2 separate regions of the Rattus norvegicus genome follow, and region 1 is linked to region 2. Evidence: chromatin contacts called from public Hi-C data. All regions are on one chromosome and are shown on one strand. The core of a region is the stretch at or near the end of the contact, and the rest is flanking DNA. Distances in the headings are between cores, read along the strand shown. Region 1 holds the start of Ccna1 (cyclin A1). Region 2 holds the start of Rfxap (regulatory factor X-associated protein).

What was found. Hi-C and Micro-C count contacts between places; a contact is called where the count stands out from the background.
Region 1: a contact with region 2 is called in a Hi-C map of hepatocytes, with 2.4 times the contacts expected there. The contact joins the promoter of Ccna1 here to the promoter of Rfxap in region 2. A contact is called at or near these places in 7 of 12 Hi-C or Micro-C datasets (the A7r5 cell line, frontal cortex, hepatocytes and 4 more) and 1 of 1 datasets of contacts at active chromatin or transcription factors (oligodendrocytes).

What each region holds. Positions count from the first base shown.
Region 1 is chr2:141,391,791-141,395,574 of GRCr8, reverse strand. Ccna1 (cyclin A1) reads left to right here and starts at 2,275. Exons shown (of 9, transcript NM_001011949.1): 1 at 2,275-2,523; 2 at 3,292-3,480. The coding sequence starts at 3,316.
Region 2 is chr2:141,160,900-141,164,494 of GRCr8, reverse strand. It overlaps Rfxap (regulatory factor X-associated protein), which reads left to right and starts at 2,098. Exons shown (of 3, transcript NM_001044263.1): 1 at 2,098-2,664. The coding sequence starts at 2,269.

The DNA.
Region 1 (3,784 bases), core at 1,026-3,525, 230 kb before region 2:
ATGCTTAGGCTGTCGAGCTTGTAGGCAAGCCCTTTTATCCAATAAGCCATCTCTCTAGGCCTCTTTGGATCTCTTTGTATCTGAGATAACTTCTGGAAGGTTCCACCTACTGGGGGAGGGTGTCCCTCCCTCGTGCTTCCTGGAAGTGTCCTGTTATGGTTACAGCTAGCTACTCTCTAATTGGATTTAAGGTTCAGTCTGTAGGATGGGACTCGGTCTGCGAGGCTGTGGACATGTCATCTTTCGAGGCAGAGTGATAACTCAGTGACCTGGCTGTTTGGGGGATCACTCATGCTCCTGAGAACAAGCTGAATAAACTCACCATTTCACCCAGCTATGCTGGTCTGCCATTGGTGTCGCCTTGGGTAAGCGCCCTGGAAAAAAGTTTGCACAATAAAACTACATACTCGGTAAGGTGGAAAGCATTTAATTCTTTGTTTAAGGCATACAATCGGTTCACATGGTTAGTTTAAAGTCTGATCAGAAGACCATGATTTAATGTAGGAAACTGAAGCAGCCCAGAGAGAAGCCAGAAAACACAAGCACCTGGAAGTGTGCAGAGAAGAAAGGGGTGTTACTGTGATGATAAAATTCCACTTGAATTAAGGCTTGATCAGGTGACAGCTAGTTAAAGAGGTGAGTCTTAACATGAAAGGTGTATTTTACTGGAGGGTCCCCTTTGATTATTTCAATTCTTTTCTTTTTCAGTCATTCTTTCAGAATTTCCATGCATGTGGGGTCTTCTTCAACCCCCTCCAATAGCGTGTGCTCTCTCTTGTCCTCTCTCCAACAACCTCTTATCTATGTGAAGACAGCCTAACGGCCATAGACATTTCTGTAGATGTCTTTGTAAACATCTTCCTTAGGTCCCAACTAGGTTCTTAAGCTCCAATCCTGGGAGAATGAAAAGAAGTTTCCTAGAAACAACCACCAAGATCAAAATGAACGCAGAAAGCTCTAGTCTCTAGAACAAAGCTTGTCCCCTCCCAAGCCTCTCTGTCTCTAGTAAGGACTTGCCAGGTTCAGAAGGAGTTAGCTGAGCCCTTCAACAATCACAAGGACAGTTTGCTTTCTTGGAAGATTTCCAGGAAGTCTCATAGGCTGCATGCCTTCACCAGTCAGAGCACCTTGAAAACAAACAAACAAACCTCATCTGGTCCTGGGTGGCTTAGCAGCATCTGTCCCAGCAGCAACCAATATGTTCCTGAACCCCATATGTCATCTTCATATTTGAGGACCGAGAATTAGAGGATGCAACATGTAGAAGTTCAGTCATACCGAACAAGGAGTTTTTTGCACTTCTGCATCCAGTGTGGGTTGGTGGAATGCTTTGCAAAGCCCTCTTCACAAGCCGCTCAATCAGATGGCTTTGAGTCCACACTTTTCTTGGAATCTTCTGCTTCTGGTCGGTTGAGACAGTTCACAGCTGGTAAGCCTCTGGTGAACACATCAATTAATACACTTAGGCAGGCTGATGACCTTTGCTTAAAGTCTTTGGGACTGTTTTGGGAATTTAGGGGTGGATTTTTATTTTTAAGCAAAAGCAGTAACAGAATATTTATGTATCTATGTATATGAAGATATATACATGTATGCATATACACACGTATATATCTGATATATATGCATATATGCATATACATATACATCCGGTGCTCACATATATGTGAGTACATGTATGTGTGTGTATAAATACTTTCATTATTTTTCAAAAGAAGTTAACCAATTATGTAACTCAGTTTGCTGATTGCCTGTCGCCTCCGCAGGTACCAGGGTTTGCAGTATTCAAGATTTGCCTTTTTTAGACCCCTCTTTGTAGTTGAACCCCACCCCCACCCCCAGACTCTCCCTTCACACGTGGCCAGGTCACCGGAGCAGTGACCTCAGCTCAGAATCTCTCCTTATGCCCTCTCAACATCCAAGTCCCAGAGGCTCCCCGCGTTCTTTCCTCTTCCCTGCACCCGTGTGTGCCCAAAGGAAGACCTCTCACGGGTGACTGGGGCACCTCGAGTTACGCTACAGGCTCCAAATCTCTCCCAGCTCCTTTTGCCACAAGCCTGGTGCCTGGCCATCCTGGAAGGCTAAAATGTGGCCCAGCCAGCCGCTGCTCGGGATCGGGAGCCGGGAGGGCAGGCGTCCTGGAGAAGGAGATGGGGAAGGAGAGCGAGCCGCGCCCTCGGGCCGGCCAGGAGGGCGCCACGGCCGCAGCCCGAGGGCCCCGCGTCGCTCTCCCGAGCCAGGGTTCTCGGGAGCGGGCCGCGCAGGAGACGTTAGCGGGAGGGGTTCGTGTCTGTTGGGGGAACCGGTTCCTGGGGAACAGTCCCTTTCAGGGCGGCCACAGTGGTCAGGCCGCCATCCGCCCTCCCTGGTGACGCCGACCAAGGGGCGCGAGTGGCGACGTGCTGTGCGTTGCGGTTCGGTGTGCCTGGCACCCCTGGCTTTGCGGCTCAGGAGCCCCGGGCTGCGCGGTTGGCCGCGCCCCGCAGCGCCCCGGGGGCCGAGCATCAGCGGACAGCGCTGCAGGTGAGCGGTCGCCAGGGCGATGAGGCTTCGGGCGCACGCCCGCCGCGGTTGGCATGGAAGCGGCTCTGCTGGGCTCGGGGTGGCTGCTGATTGGCTGATTCAACAGACGCGGCTGGGTCGAAAGTCCTCAGTGGCGAGCGCACTAGTCAAGGCCGCTGGAGCCGACGCCCCTGGAATCCCTCCACTCCGGGGTCCCCTCCCTCTGCGCACGGCCCCGCCCTCCCCGCCCCGGCCCGGGTGCGCTTGCTAATCGCCCAGAGAAGAACCTGAGAAGCAGGGCCGGCTGTGGGTTCCCAAGCAGGTTTGGGGGACTTACTTCTGGAAAGAAGCACCTGCTTATCGCTTGGGAAGGAGACTCATCTGTCCCCAGTCAGGGATCCTGGATTTAGCCCCAGATCAGGAAGAGGGTGTGGGGGAAGGAGGATCAGGAATCATAGGTTCTGCTTCCCCCTCCCCTAAATTAATGTGGGCAGAGAATCGTGAGTGGCGTTTGGGCAGGCTCTCTCTCTGCAACTTTAAGACTGGGGTCATATTAAAGCCCATTCAACCATTCAACCATTCAACCATTCAACCATTCAACTATTCAACCATTCAACCATTCTGAGTTAGTTGGTTGTTCTGATGCGTGAGCTGTCACTTGGGACCTTAATGTTTGTTGAGAAGTTGTGACCTCTGGGGCTTGGCACTCTTTTTTTTTTTTTTTTCTGCATTTCTGGATCCCCAGGTTGAGAAGTAAACTAACTGTGTCTCCTTCTTTTTCCGGGATAGCAGCAGGCTGTGGCTTGCTAGGCAATGCGTCGCCACAGCTCGAAGAGTGGAGTCGCACTGCCTCCAGTGGGCCAAGGTCCTGATGCTTGTCAGATGCTCACCCGAGCTCAGCTTGGCCAGGATCCCCCACAGAGAACCGTGCTAGGAGTGTTGACTGAAAATGAGCAGTACAGGAGGGCCTGTGGCCAGGTAATGACCCAGGAGCACCAGGAAATACTCTACGGAGAAGGGTTGGCAATATACTTGTGTGTGTGTGTGTGTGTGTGTGTGTGTGTGTGTGTGCGTGTGTGCATGTAACACCAGGAAAGATGCTGCAGAGAAAGAAGCCTTGCTGCGTGTGTGTGTGTGTGTGTGTACAGTCATGCACCCGTGCCTGTGTGTCACAAACGCTGGGAAAGATGCTGTAGATAAAGAAGGCTTTCTGTGATAGTGTACGTGTGCGCACATATGTGCATATGTGTGTGTAGCCTCCCCCATGAAGAACATATGTGTA
Region 2 (3,595 bases), core at 849-3,348:
AATAAATTTATAGAATGTAAACTGTGCGTGACATAGGGAACTTCAAAAATAAAGCTTCGAAGACCCAAAGGATAGTATTTTCTTGAAATTTTTTTTACCTTTGTATCATTACAAATTTTAAAAACCTTAAGGCAAACCATTGTGAGTTTGAGATAGTCTACCTATATTCATTCAGACTTTAGGGAAAAGCCTAGAGACAATGTATGCCAACTTCATCTCTCCTGAGAAACCGAGCTCAGATTCCTGGGTGTTGTCTGCTACATCGATAAAAAGATCCACAAAAGGCAACTTTCCAGAGACTGGGAGTAGGGTAATGGTTTCCTGGGGCTGGGAGTTGGAGCAGGGACTGCTTTAGAAGAGACAAGGACGCTATAGTGAATGGTATATGCTTTAAGGCTAGTAGTCTAGCTTCAGTGGTAGAACCTGCCAAGCACTCACAAAGCCAGGACTGGATCTCCACTACGGAAAACCAAGGAACCAAAATGTCTTATAAGATTGGTTGTATACCTTTATAAATGGACTGATTCTTTACAATGTATACTTACACTAAGTAAAATTTATGGCTTTGCAAATGAAACTTTAAAAAAACAACAGCTTGGGACTAGAAAGATGGCTCAGTGGTTAAGAGTACTGGTTGCTCTTCCAGAGGTCCTGAGTTCAACACCCAGCAACAACATGGTGGCTCACCACCATCTGTAATGGGCTCTGATGCCCTCTTCTGGTGTTTCTGAAGACAGTGACAGTGTACTCATACATTAATAATAATAATAATAATAATAATAATAATAATAATAATAATAAAGCTTCAAACAAAACTGACAACTAAGACTGAGTTTAAAAGAATAAAAAATACTCAATTCAATATGTTTTTATAATATGAGCATATTTTTGTACACTGGTTCATTCTTGAATAAAGTTCATTTCAGCTTTATAGATTTTAAAAAGAAGACTTAAATTAAACCCCTATTTATAAAAATCAACACAGAATGAATTGAAGACTGAAATATAAGGCCTAAAACTGTGAACCACTAGAAATAAAAATAGGGCAGATGAATGGGCAAAGATCTATTTGTATAAGACACCTCTAAAACATAGGAAGTGGGGCGAAAAAAAACACAAATTGATGGGTATCAAACTAAAAAGCTGTGGCTCAGTAAAAGACCTGAGAATAGGCAATCTCTAGAACGGGAGAAAATATTTGCAAACTACATTTGATGAGTAGTTAGCATCAGAATTATTTAAAGAATTCAAACAAATACAATAAAAATAAGTAAAAAAAATAATAAATACCTAAGAACCCTATTGAAATGGGCGATATAGTTAGTTCACAAAGAAAAGCATACAAAGGCCAACAGGTGTATGGAATGTACATCACTAATCCTAATGTGCAAATCCAAACTACAGTGTTATTCCATCCCAGATGAAACAGTTATTACCGTAAGATATCAAGCCCTGGTGGGGATACGGAGGAAAGGGACCTCTTGTACATTGCTAGTGTGAACGCCAACCTATGCACCCACTATGGAAGTCAGTGGGAAGCTTATGCGGGAAATAAAAACAGAACTGTCATGTAAGCCAACGATCCCATTGTTGGGAATGTCAGAAAAGGCATGCCTGGGTAAGAAAGCTAGCTGAAAGCATGTTCTCACCCGGCTTGACTGGGATGCATGAGTCAAATAAACCATTTCCTCCTTAAGTTGTTTCAAACTCCTCTCAGAAACCTTCCTAATTGACCCAGAGACATTGCAGAAGAGACGTGCTTTGAACCCTTTAGGGAGGGTGGGTTTAGGCAGAAAGTGCCTTCTGGCGGTGCCCAGGTCTCTTTGACAAGCTTCCTGAGTCTCCAGCTCTCCGAAATCGCTCGCCGGCGAGAAGACAGCTGCGCAGGCGCAATCGTTGCTGCTGTCTGTTGTTCCTCCCAGCCTGGAAGCTAGCGGGGTCCTTGGTCTGCCAGCGTTCAGCAATCGTTTGCGGAAAGCCGCGGCGCAGGCGCATTCGGTTCTGTCCTGCACCTGCTCAGCACCGCCCCCCAGCTCTGAAGCGCAGGCGCTCAGACCGCTGTTGCGCACGCGCAGTGCAGTGCGGGCTGCTCGGGTCCCCGGACGTACGGCGGATCGCTTGTGAAGTCCCGTTGTGTTTTTCAAGTGCTGACGGGCCGCGGTGGCGGACCCTGGCTCTGGCGGCATCACGGAGGCGCAAGCTGTGTCCGAGGGCTCCAGGCCGGGCACCACCAGTCCCCGGACGGCCCCTCCCGTGACGGTGCTGGTGATGCGACAGGACGAGGCCGCGGCGGACAGCGCTCTGAGGCCAGGTCTAGCGGGGAGCGAGGCGGCGGCGGACGCCGAGGATGAGGCGGGGGAGGACGACGCCGACCTCCTGGACACATCGGACCCGGCGGGCGGCGGCGAGAGTGCGGCCAGCCCCGAGGAGCTGGAGGACGAGGATGCCGAGGGTGGCGGCGCGGCGCGCAGACGAGGCTCGAAGACCTGCACCTACGAGGGCTGCCGCGAGACCACCAGCCAGGTGGCCAAGCAGCGTAAGCCCTGGATGTGTAAGAAGCACCGCAACAAGATGTACAAGGACAAGTACAAGAAGAAGAAGAGCGACCAGGCACAGGGCTCTGGTGGCCCCGCCGCGGCCAGCACAGGCAATGTCAAACTGGAGGTATGCTCCTCGGGCCCCGGGGCCAGGGGAGGTGGGTGCCACTCCACTGTACACACTCAGGGTCCCCCCGCAAGGGGCTGGGCTCATCCTCTCATTGCCATTGAGCAGACAGTGAGAGCCCCACCCGACACTGGCACTTTGGAGGTGATCTGCACCTCTTGTCAGTAAACCCTTCCCCTTCTCCACCCTGTGGCTTCCTACATACCCTATTTTTAGTTTTCTGTAACTTTTTGACCTTTGTTTTTTGTTGTTTTGGGGGGATTGTTTGTTTGTTTTTCTTAAACCCCGTGGCTCCGAAGAAAAGTTGGATTGGCAGTGGGGTAGTAACTCACAGAGCACTTTGGCGTTACTTGATCCAAGTCAAGCATGGGAAGATAGAAGCCAGTGTGCTTTGCAGTTGGGATTCTGCTGCTGGCTGTGTGGACTTAGGTCCGTTTTCATCTCGCTTAAATCGCCTCCCTCATCTTTTGGCCTTAAAATAAGGCCCAGTTAGTGTTTCTTCGGATTTATTTTGGCTAGATGGAAATTATAATTGGTGTGCATTTCAGCTCAAACCCAGCAAAGTCGGCCTAAATATTAGAGCTGTTTAAAAAACAAAACCAGATCCGTAAAAAGTAGGCAGCCTCCTTACCACAGAAGTTCCTTTTGAAGTTCAGACTGGATAACTATTGCTACGGTAAGTGTCTTTGAGTTTTGTGGTGCTAACATCCTACCTACACAGTGCAAGGCCTGGAGTTGTGAAGACACAGGGTTCTCTACAGTCAAGTCAACTCTAGCATTCCGTGTATTGTGTACGTAAAGGAAACAGTGCTATAAATAAGGATAACTGGGGAGAGTTAGAAGAAGAAATTGTCTTTGCTTTTGTGATATTTGAATTCTCTTTTAGAGTTTTTAATATTTTGAGACCTAAAACATGAATGTATGGAAACGT